2 separate regions of the Triticum aestivum genome follow, and region 1 is linked to region 2. A link is a contact called in public Hi-C data. All regions are on one chromosome and are shown on one strand. Each heading gives the region's core, a stretch centred on a gene start, on an enhancer-like site or on the middle of the called end of the contact. The rest is flanking DNA. Distances are from core to core; before and after follow the strand shown. Region 1 holds the start of LOC123180895. Region 2 holds the start of LOC123180894.

Evidence for each region. Hi-C and Micro-C count contacts between places; a contact is called where the count stands out from the background.
Region 1: a contact with region 2 is called in a Hi-C map of leaf, with 6 times the contacts expected there. The contact joins the promoter of LOC123180895 here to the promoter of LOC123180894 in region 2. A contact is called at or near these places in 3 of 5 Hi-C or Micro-C datasets (all in leaf).

Annotation. Positions count from the first base shown.
Region 1 is chr1D:185,335,200-185,339,457 of IWGSC CS RefSeq v2.1, reverse strand. It overlaps LOC123180895, which reads right to left and starts at 1,278. Exons shown (of 10, transcript XR_006491379.1): 1 at 930-1,278; 2 at 762-834.
Region 2 is chr1D:184,870,628-184,874,908 of IWGSC CS RefSeq v2.1, reverse strand. LOC123180894 reads left to right here and starts at 3,001. Exons shown (of 6, transcript XM_044593078.1): 1 at 3,001-3,549; 2 at 4,019-4,071. The coding sequence starts at 3,207.

The sequences.
Region 1 (4,258 bases), core at 29-2,528, 470 kb before region 2:
CTACTGCTGCTGCTGTTGTCAAACTACTACTGCTGCTGTCATACTCCACATGCAGAAGAACCCAGCAGCTGTTGTTGCTGCTGCTGATCAGTATGATTATTATCTCTGTTGTTGCTGTTGTTGCAGGAGAAGGAACATGGCCAGGAGAAGAAGGAGCACGCCCAGGAGAACAAGAAGGAGCAGGATTAAGGCCCTAAGGACCTGGCATCGCTGCTGCTGGACCTGGGACCTAGGATTGCTGCTGCTGGACTTGGGAACTGGGATTGCTGCTGCTGTGTGCCTCCTTGGCACCCCTGGATCTGGGATCGCTGCTGGAAACAAGGACCAGGGATCGCTGCTGGAGGCGAGGACCTGGGAGCGCCTGGGACCTGGGCGCATGGAGGAGAAGCAGGGGCAGGCGGAGGAGAAGCAGGGGCGGGCGAGCGGACGATGGCCTGGTGAACGGGCGGGCTATGGCCTCGCGGATGGAGGAAGACGATGGGGATACCGATTCAAACTAGGGGCAACGATGTAAATTCCACCGTTTTCACCTGGTCGGAACTAATCCTCCAGCGACTTACATTTCGGAACGGAGGGAGTATAAATAAGGCAAGAATCCTCACAGTAGATAAAACTCTCCGAGTACTAACAAATGTGGCATGATAGTAGATAAAACCTTAGAAAACGCCATGGCTCGATGGCCAACACACACTAAAAAATTCACCACGCCTCTACAAGCAGAGGCACGCATCACACAAGGGGATAAGAAAAGGGATTCGCACCTCCTGCTTGCTAGGTCGCCATGGCCGAAGAAGGGCTAGGGTTGGGGCTGCTCCACTAACAGAGGTATATGTTCTGTAACAGAGAATAAATCGATCTTCATGAATAAAAGACCAACCCCAAATCGAACACACACACACACACACACACAGAAGTGATGGAGAGGGCACCTTGTCGATGGCGTCAGCACAAGGGTAAGAGCCGCAGCGAGCACCCACCTCAAGCGGCTTGAACCTGCATCGGAGCGCTCGTGCCGCTGTGGCCGTGAACCCTAACCTGCTGCTCAATCTGGGGCGAGCAGGGGGGAGGAGGAGCTCGCCTGTGGTGGGGATAAGGTGAGCGGAGGAGAGAAGGATAGGGGTGCAGGCTGTGGGCGAGGGCACTGGTGGCGGCGACGGCTGTGGGGGAGGGTGCCGGTGAGTGGCGGCAGCGGCAGATGAGGGAGAGGGGGAGGAATCAGGGTGGTGGTGAATGGAGACGATCCGTTTCTCTTTTTTTTTCTCTCCTTCGGTTTAATTTTTTTGACCTCACACAGTAAAAGGGTTAGGTGGACATCGCCTGCGGGCGCCCTTACCGCGATTGTTAATGGGCTTTATTTCCACATCACACAATAGTATGTGTCATGATCAAGTCAGACGCCCAACCTTCGTGCCACCCATAGAAGGAAAAATGTTCCAAACTAAAAAAACTAAATGTGAAAATCCTGGCTAGGCAATTTTTAGACCATTTGTAAACTTTTCCCTAAAAATATATTGCTGGGCAAAAAAAAGAGAGAGCGAAAAAGTGCAAAGAAAGAGCGATTTTTTTCCAGAGTGTGATCCTCCCTTGTTTACTTGCCGCGTCGTGATCTTGTTAGTGCCCTAGGCTCACGTCTCTAGTATGGTCTAGCCTAGGACTAGCACAGTATCATTCTTGAGCATTTATTCAACTTTGCATCTTTGAATTGATTATTGTTGGACATTTTTCTACCATATATTAAGCCTTCCCAATTTCACATATCATCTACATTGTGCGTTTGACACCACCTAGCAATTGCTCTATCCAAGCTTTGACGAGTTTTGATTACAGCAGTTTCCGATCACCACCTGCTGCTTGGTAAGAACATGTAAGAATTTGTAATTTGCTTGACGGGTTTGCGACTATCCACCACCCCTCAGGTACGAGATCATGACCATGTCCCTAAATTTAAATTGAATATTCCACCATTTGAGGGTAGGTGTTGGCGATATAACCCCAGGATATGACCCTCCGTGTGCTGGTCGGGTCATAGAAGTGGCGAGTCAATAGCCCGAGGGGAACATGGGCCGCGGGCGGTGAATATTGAAGACCCGATGGGCAGCTCTTGAGCGGGCCGGCTCTTAAGCCCAACACCGCGGATGGCAGTTCATGGCTTGGAAGGCGCAAGCCACCCTGAGTTTCCTTCCTTAGAGAGTAGGGAGGGTTAGGGATGTATCTAGTCACGAGTCCGATTAAGACTAGAACTCTTATAAGCTCGGGGCCTCGACGTGTATATAAAGGCGTGCCCCTAGGGCAGATAGACTAAGTTACAATCAATCGATAGCTAGGTCAAGCGAATCCGCTCCCTTGTAATCGATACTCAAGCAATACAACATAAAGCGGGATGTAGCATATTACCTCGATCGTGAGGGGCCGAACCTGGATAAGTCTGCGTCTCTCGTCCCGCTCAACCCCGACAAGCTAACCACCATCGCGATGGCCTCACACCTAAGTCCTTTCACTAGGGCATATGCCGTGACAAAACCACGACAGTTGGCTCCCACCATGGGGCCAACGCATGGTGGTTTTGAGTTCTTGAAGGGCTCTTTCCTAGGGATTGAGGGATACGCCGTTGGCAGGATGACAAAGAATTGCCGCGACAAGCTCTATATCGACGACGCTGGCTGGGGCCCCGAGGATGATTCAATCAAGTACGGGTACCAGGTCCCCTTCGGCGGAATTCATGTCTTCATCGAAAAGATTGGCAGATCTGAGCCTGAGCCAGACACCTGCACTGACCTCATCGAGTCGGCTCGGCGCACGCAACCCGCCCGGAAGCACGCTTTCGTTGGTTTTACGTAAGGCGTGGAGCTCGCGGAAAACTCTGCATCTGGGGGAGAGACTCTCATCTACTCAGGTGGTGAGTCTTCGACCGGAAAGATGGAGTCAATTTACCAGCTTCAAGACGGCGGGCTTGGGGACTATTCCAACGTCAACAGTATTCCGGACCCCTATGAGCCGCCGAGCCGCCATCTTCATGGTAGGCTCAGCGCCGGCGCTCAACAGCACGACGGCTGGAGTAGAAGTAGCTATTGACCCTTCAGGCTTCAGCTCACCCAGACCGCTGGCTCAGGCTTTGCTGGAGTTGATGAGTGAGTTAACAACCTTAATGGGGGCCGAGGTCACAGCAGAAAACCAAGTAGAACGCAATGCAGAGATCGCGAAGCTTAAGGAACAGATGACCCAGGCCCAGGAGGATATCAACGCAGAGAATGCCAGGATGTCAACGGTGCGGGCTTAGATTGAGGCTCAGTTGGAGCGCGTGAAATTAGAAGCTTGGCGTTTAAGTCTGGATCAGGACGTCTCCAACGCAGTCCTTCGGAGGAGGCACTAGAGTTGTCTGCCTTTACATTATGGGCCCATGAATTTTTGTAACACACCAGGGGCAGGACCAAGTACTCCACCGGTTATACCCCAGGTTGCAGAGGCACCTGGGAATAAGGCGACGACTCAGCCTCGACAGTCAGACCCGCCCTGTAGAGGCCGGACCTTGCCTCAGCATTTTTCCATGCCGCCGGGTCATTTTTCTAACCCGGTGGATAATATTATAGCAGCGGTTACCCGACTCAGTGTGCTCCCTATCTCTACTGAGTCACCTATTGCAGTGGAAGCACGGAACGCCATCGAACTTCTTTAAATAGCTGTTGCCAGCAGGAAAAGTATTCATACATTCGTGATCAGGTACACTCAACTCCTCTCCCAAGCCGTAGTTACAGCCTGCATGTTTAGTCACCTGCGGTCTTCAGCAATGAGCAACTACGTAACCCGCCACAGGATAATAACCCGCCCCTTAACCCAAGGACTGATGCTCAGGCGACTATGGATGAGGCCAGAGCCTGCAGTGAGGTGACGGCGGCAGCTCACCAGGGGGCTTATCAGCAGCCTCCAGTGACCCCTTCAGCTTTAGGGGGGCGGGTCAAATTCGAGGACCATTGGAATGCCGTGTTTGGTACCGGCTTTATGTAATGAGCGTCTGCCCAAATATTTCAAGGGTCTCGTAAGGTGCCCAATTATACAGCATATCTCCCTACCGAGGCTTGGGTTGAGAGTTATGAGTTGGCCATGGAGATGTTGTATGTCAACGATGCTGTCTGTGCCAAATATTTTACTATGATGTTGGAAGGGCCGGCTCGTACATGATTAAAAGGCCTCCCTCCTAATTCTATCAGTTCATGGGCGGAGTTGAAGGCGCGTTTCATCAAGAATTTTCAAGGGACGTGTA
Region 2 (4,281 bases), core at 1,752-4,251:
GGACTCCATAGGAATTGTTTAATCTTGAACGCTACAACCTTACAGTTACTGTTGGGAGGGCATTTGGAGTTTTGAAGAGCAGGTTTAAGATCCTGGATCAGAAGTCATTACACACTTTTCCCACCTAGGTTAATCTTATTCTTACTTGTTGCATTCTGCATAACTAGATCTTGCAATGGGGTTGTGATGAACTGGTGCCTGAGGAGGAAGATGTGATGCGTGACGATGTTGTCAGTTTCGACCATGGTGTAGAGGCATTTGACAACGAAGCCTAGAAGATCAAAATGATGGAGTGGGCACATGAAATATGGGATAACAGAGGTCAGACAAGAATCTGAAGAAGAAGAAGAGCAAAAGCAGGAACCGAAGAGAAGAAGAAACAACAACAGATGAGAAAAAGAATAATAATAAGAAGAAACAACAGTGGCAGAATAAGGAGAGGACGAGGATGGACTTGCCACTAGTTCGACATTGATGACCTTTCCCCTGTTGAGCCATTTGACTGTTATTTTTGTAATGACATTTGTTAGTAGTTAGGATGAACTATGATTTGTTTCCTAGCTAGGACTGAAACTATGTTAATATCGTGTGTGGTAAGGTGCTTAGAGTAACCTAGTATGTTACTCTTACACATCGCTTCCCAAGGATATATGAGTCTACAAGTTAATAAATGCAATCATCTATGTTACTACTTCTTTGTTTACTTTACACGATGAACATAGTAATATATCCCCACCATGACTAGCCTTAGAGCATCTCCAGCCGTTTGTCCCCCAGCGCACCTGACGAAGGGTTTTTAGCGTTTGCGCTAGCGTTTTTTTCGGCATGGGGACGATCGAGTTCCCATCCCCGCCCCCAAGTTTCGGCTCTCAAACGCATCAAAATTCAAAGTTCACTTTCCCGCTACAAAAAAAACAACACAGTTCGGCGATCATCATGCCACATGGTCGGTGATCATTATGCCACAAGGTCGGCGATCGAACATAGCTAAAGTCCGGCGATCAAAAGGGTAGGAACAATAGACACAAGGCTCATCAAAACAGCAGGCTCCTTTGTCGCAGGGCTGGCCGAGGTCGGCGTCGGCGTGGGGCACAACTTCAGTGCTCGGGCTCGAGTCAGCGTGGGCGCAACTTCAGTGCTCGGGCTTGGCGTCGGCGTGGGCACAACTTCAGTGCTCGGGCTCGACGTCGGCGTTGGCGTAGTGGGCGTAGGAGCGGTGATCGCCGCCGGTCCCGACATCTGGTTCAAGACGACAGCCACGGTCCGCCAGTTACCAAGCCTTCACCTGCTCATCCATCGTCGACGTGTCTGCCCCATTCAAGAACGCTAGGTCGGTGTTCCTCTTCTTCGCGGTGACGTTGGTCCTAAGAAGGTCGAGCTTGACGTCCTGGTTCGTCATCAACGCCGGCCACCTCGCGTCGGATTTCTCCTCCCTCTTGGCGTCGGCGATGCACTGCTCGATCGACGATTGCAACCGTTCAACAGCGGGTGCTGCGTCCCTCGCTGCCTTGGCTCGTTTGTTGCCATTAGGGCGCCCTTCTGCCGCCGCTGGGGCAGACGCGTCCGGGTTGTAGGCGTCCTTCACCTTGGCGAGAGCGAGCCGGCACTCCGTCCATTTCTCGCACAACTCGATCCTGGTGAACACATGAAGGAACTTGAACTCTTGGTCGTTGTTGCCCTGGCGAAACATGTTGAACATCCGAACCATCTGCACAGCCAAAGACAAAAGTGTCGGCGAAGTACACGGCGAAGAACTGGGCCGGCGATCGATGGCCATACCCGACCCTTGACGTTGGCGCCGCTTTCTGGGCGAGCCACGATCTCCTCTTGAATCCCATGCCACTTGTTGCAGGGCCCTGGATGGTCGCCCAATGGTCACCATGGCCTTCTCGCCGCGGTCCATGTGGATGTTGGCGAAGTCGGGGTCGACCAACTTGCGCTCGTCGAACGCCGTCTTGATCCTTCTCCAGTACGTGTCGGTGTTGTGATTCGAGCCGGTGATCGGGTCGATGCTGACGGTATTCCATGCTTTGGCGAGGCACTTGTCTTCCTTGGACGTCCATTTGACGCGAGGCTCGCCCGGCCTGGCGTTGGCCGCCCGCTTCTTCTTTCTCCCTTTGGGCGCCGGCTCCACCTCCGCCGGTTCTTCCTCCTCCACCTCTTACTCGGCGTCGTCGAGCTCGTCCTCTAGGTCGACGGCGGCGTCAAGAGTTTCGTCTCGCGTGCGGAACCCGAGGCACGAAGCGGCGGTGCTCGAGCCGCTCGTGATCATCTCGTCCATGTCGGCGTCGGTGCTGCTGAAGTGTGGCGCCGAGCCATGTGCGAAGGGCAAGGCACTACGGCGCAGGCGAACTTGAGTAAGTCGGTGATGAGTAGTTGTACTGGGTGTTGAGGCCGGCGGCGAACGCGGGGGAGGGATTGCGCGGGTCGTGGTTGAAGCCTGACGGGGACGCGCGCGATGCCGCACCATGCAGGAAGGTGATGTTGGGGTTGAAGCCGCCATGCGCGTCGCCGTCGGCGTAGTCAGGCAAGGGCGCATACCCCCATAGTGGCGGCGAGAAGCTGGCTCCCCCACGCGGCTTGTGGGCACCGGCCGGCCTGTTGAGACGGAAGGTTTGCCATCCCCGCGCGAGACACCTCCTCCTACTCCGCCGCCGTCGCGTCTCTGGCCTTCTTTATGACGAGCTTGTTCTGCCGGTCAGCGGTGATCGCCTCCCGGCGATCACTGGGCGTTCGACAAGCCTGGGGGCCTTGCCATCGGTGCCCTCGGCTTCCTCTACTTTGGTTGGACGGAATCGGTGGCTAGGCGAGGGGCCGCATACTTTTTCGACAATATGGCGGGCGGATTTGGGGGAAAGAATTGCGAAAGCGACTAGGGAGAAGGAAGACGGCACTAGGGAAATGGAGGGAAAGGTAAAGAAAACGACGGAAATTCGGCCGGTATGGCCCCCGGTGCGCGGTTTTCGGCCCAACCCGAGTGGTTTGCGGCCGCTCTTATCCCTGCTCCACTCCACGTTCTCCGCATAGGACGTCACCAATTCGCTCGACTATCTCTCGGCCGCCGCCGCCGAACCAATCCTTCCATCAGCCGCGGCCGAGCCAATCCTTCCCTCAGCCGCCCTCCATTCCTCGCATCACGTCTCCACGCGCTACGTGGGCGGCATTCTGCTAGGCCAACCATCAGCCGTGAAGAACACAGACGTCTAATGGCGCCGCAGCTCCTGGGCTACTACTGGGTCTCCTCCTGGCCCCGGCTCCCGCAGGTTCCCCCGTGGCCCTGCGCATCCCACGCCCATCGCCGGGTGATATGCTTTGGGCCGCCCCGCTGCCGCGCCGGCGCAGTCAGGGTGTTAGCGGAGGTGGACCCTGCGCTGGCCCTGGACCGCGGTGCGAAGGCGTTGGAAATCCAGTTTCCGACTGAGGAGGACGGTGTGGGGAATGAGGAAGACGGCGAGGCAGTGGACGAGAGGGAGATGATGAGGCGGATGCGGATATCGCAGGCGAACAAGGGGAATACGCCGTGGAACAAGGGCAGGAAGCACAGCCCAGGTAGGATTGCACCCTAGTTTAGGGGTGTTTGGTTCCAGGGACTTTTTTGTGTTGGGACTAGAAAAAGTCCATAGCAAACCAAACAGGGTGGTACTTTTTGCTAAAAGTCCTTAGAAGCACTCCTTGAGAGTCTTTTCCAAAAAGTCGTAGGGACTAGAAAAAGTCCTAGGACTAGAGAATCAAACACCACCTAATCCTTCAATAGTAACTTTTGTGAAATTTTTTGATTAAAATGGAAGAAAAAGAGGGAGATTGGTACTGGTAGGTGGAAACCGTGTGATAGCAACGTGAGAACTCAACATGCCAACGGCCACCTTTTAGGAAATTCATGTAGATGTTCTGTTCCAGAAAAACATGGGATAACTGCAACGATGAAGGTTTAAATGGATCTAGTAAATGTCTTAGATAAGAGTTGCATATTGATTTGAGGAAACGGTAACGCCTTATTAAATTTAACTTGCATGTGCAGAGACGCTCCAGCGGATTCGGGAGAGGACACGGCTTGCTATGCAGAACCCCAAGGTGAAGTCATGTAAGAATTGTTGTTGCTATTTATATGTGGTGTCATGTCTTTTAATCCCTTGGTATTTGCGTAGTGTTACTTGAGCTAACTATTTCATAATGTAGGATTGTAGATAGCTAATTGAATACATTTAATTAATAGCAATATTGCTACAAGCTAAAATTGTTATCTTATATTGGATCGATTGAATGCCTGGGAACAATTGCATT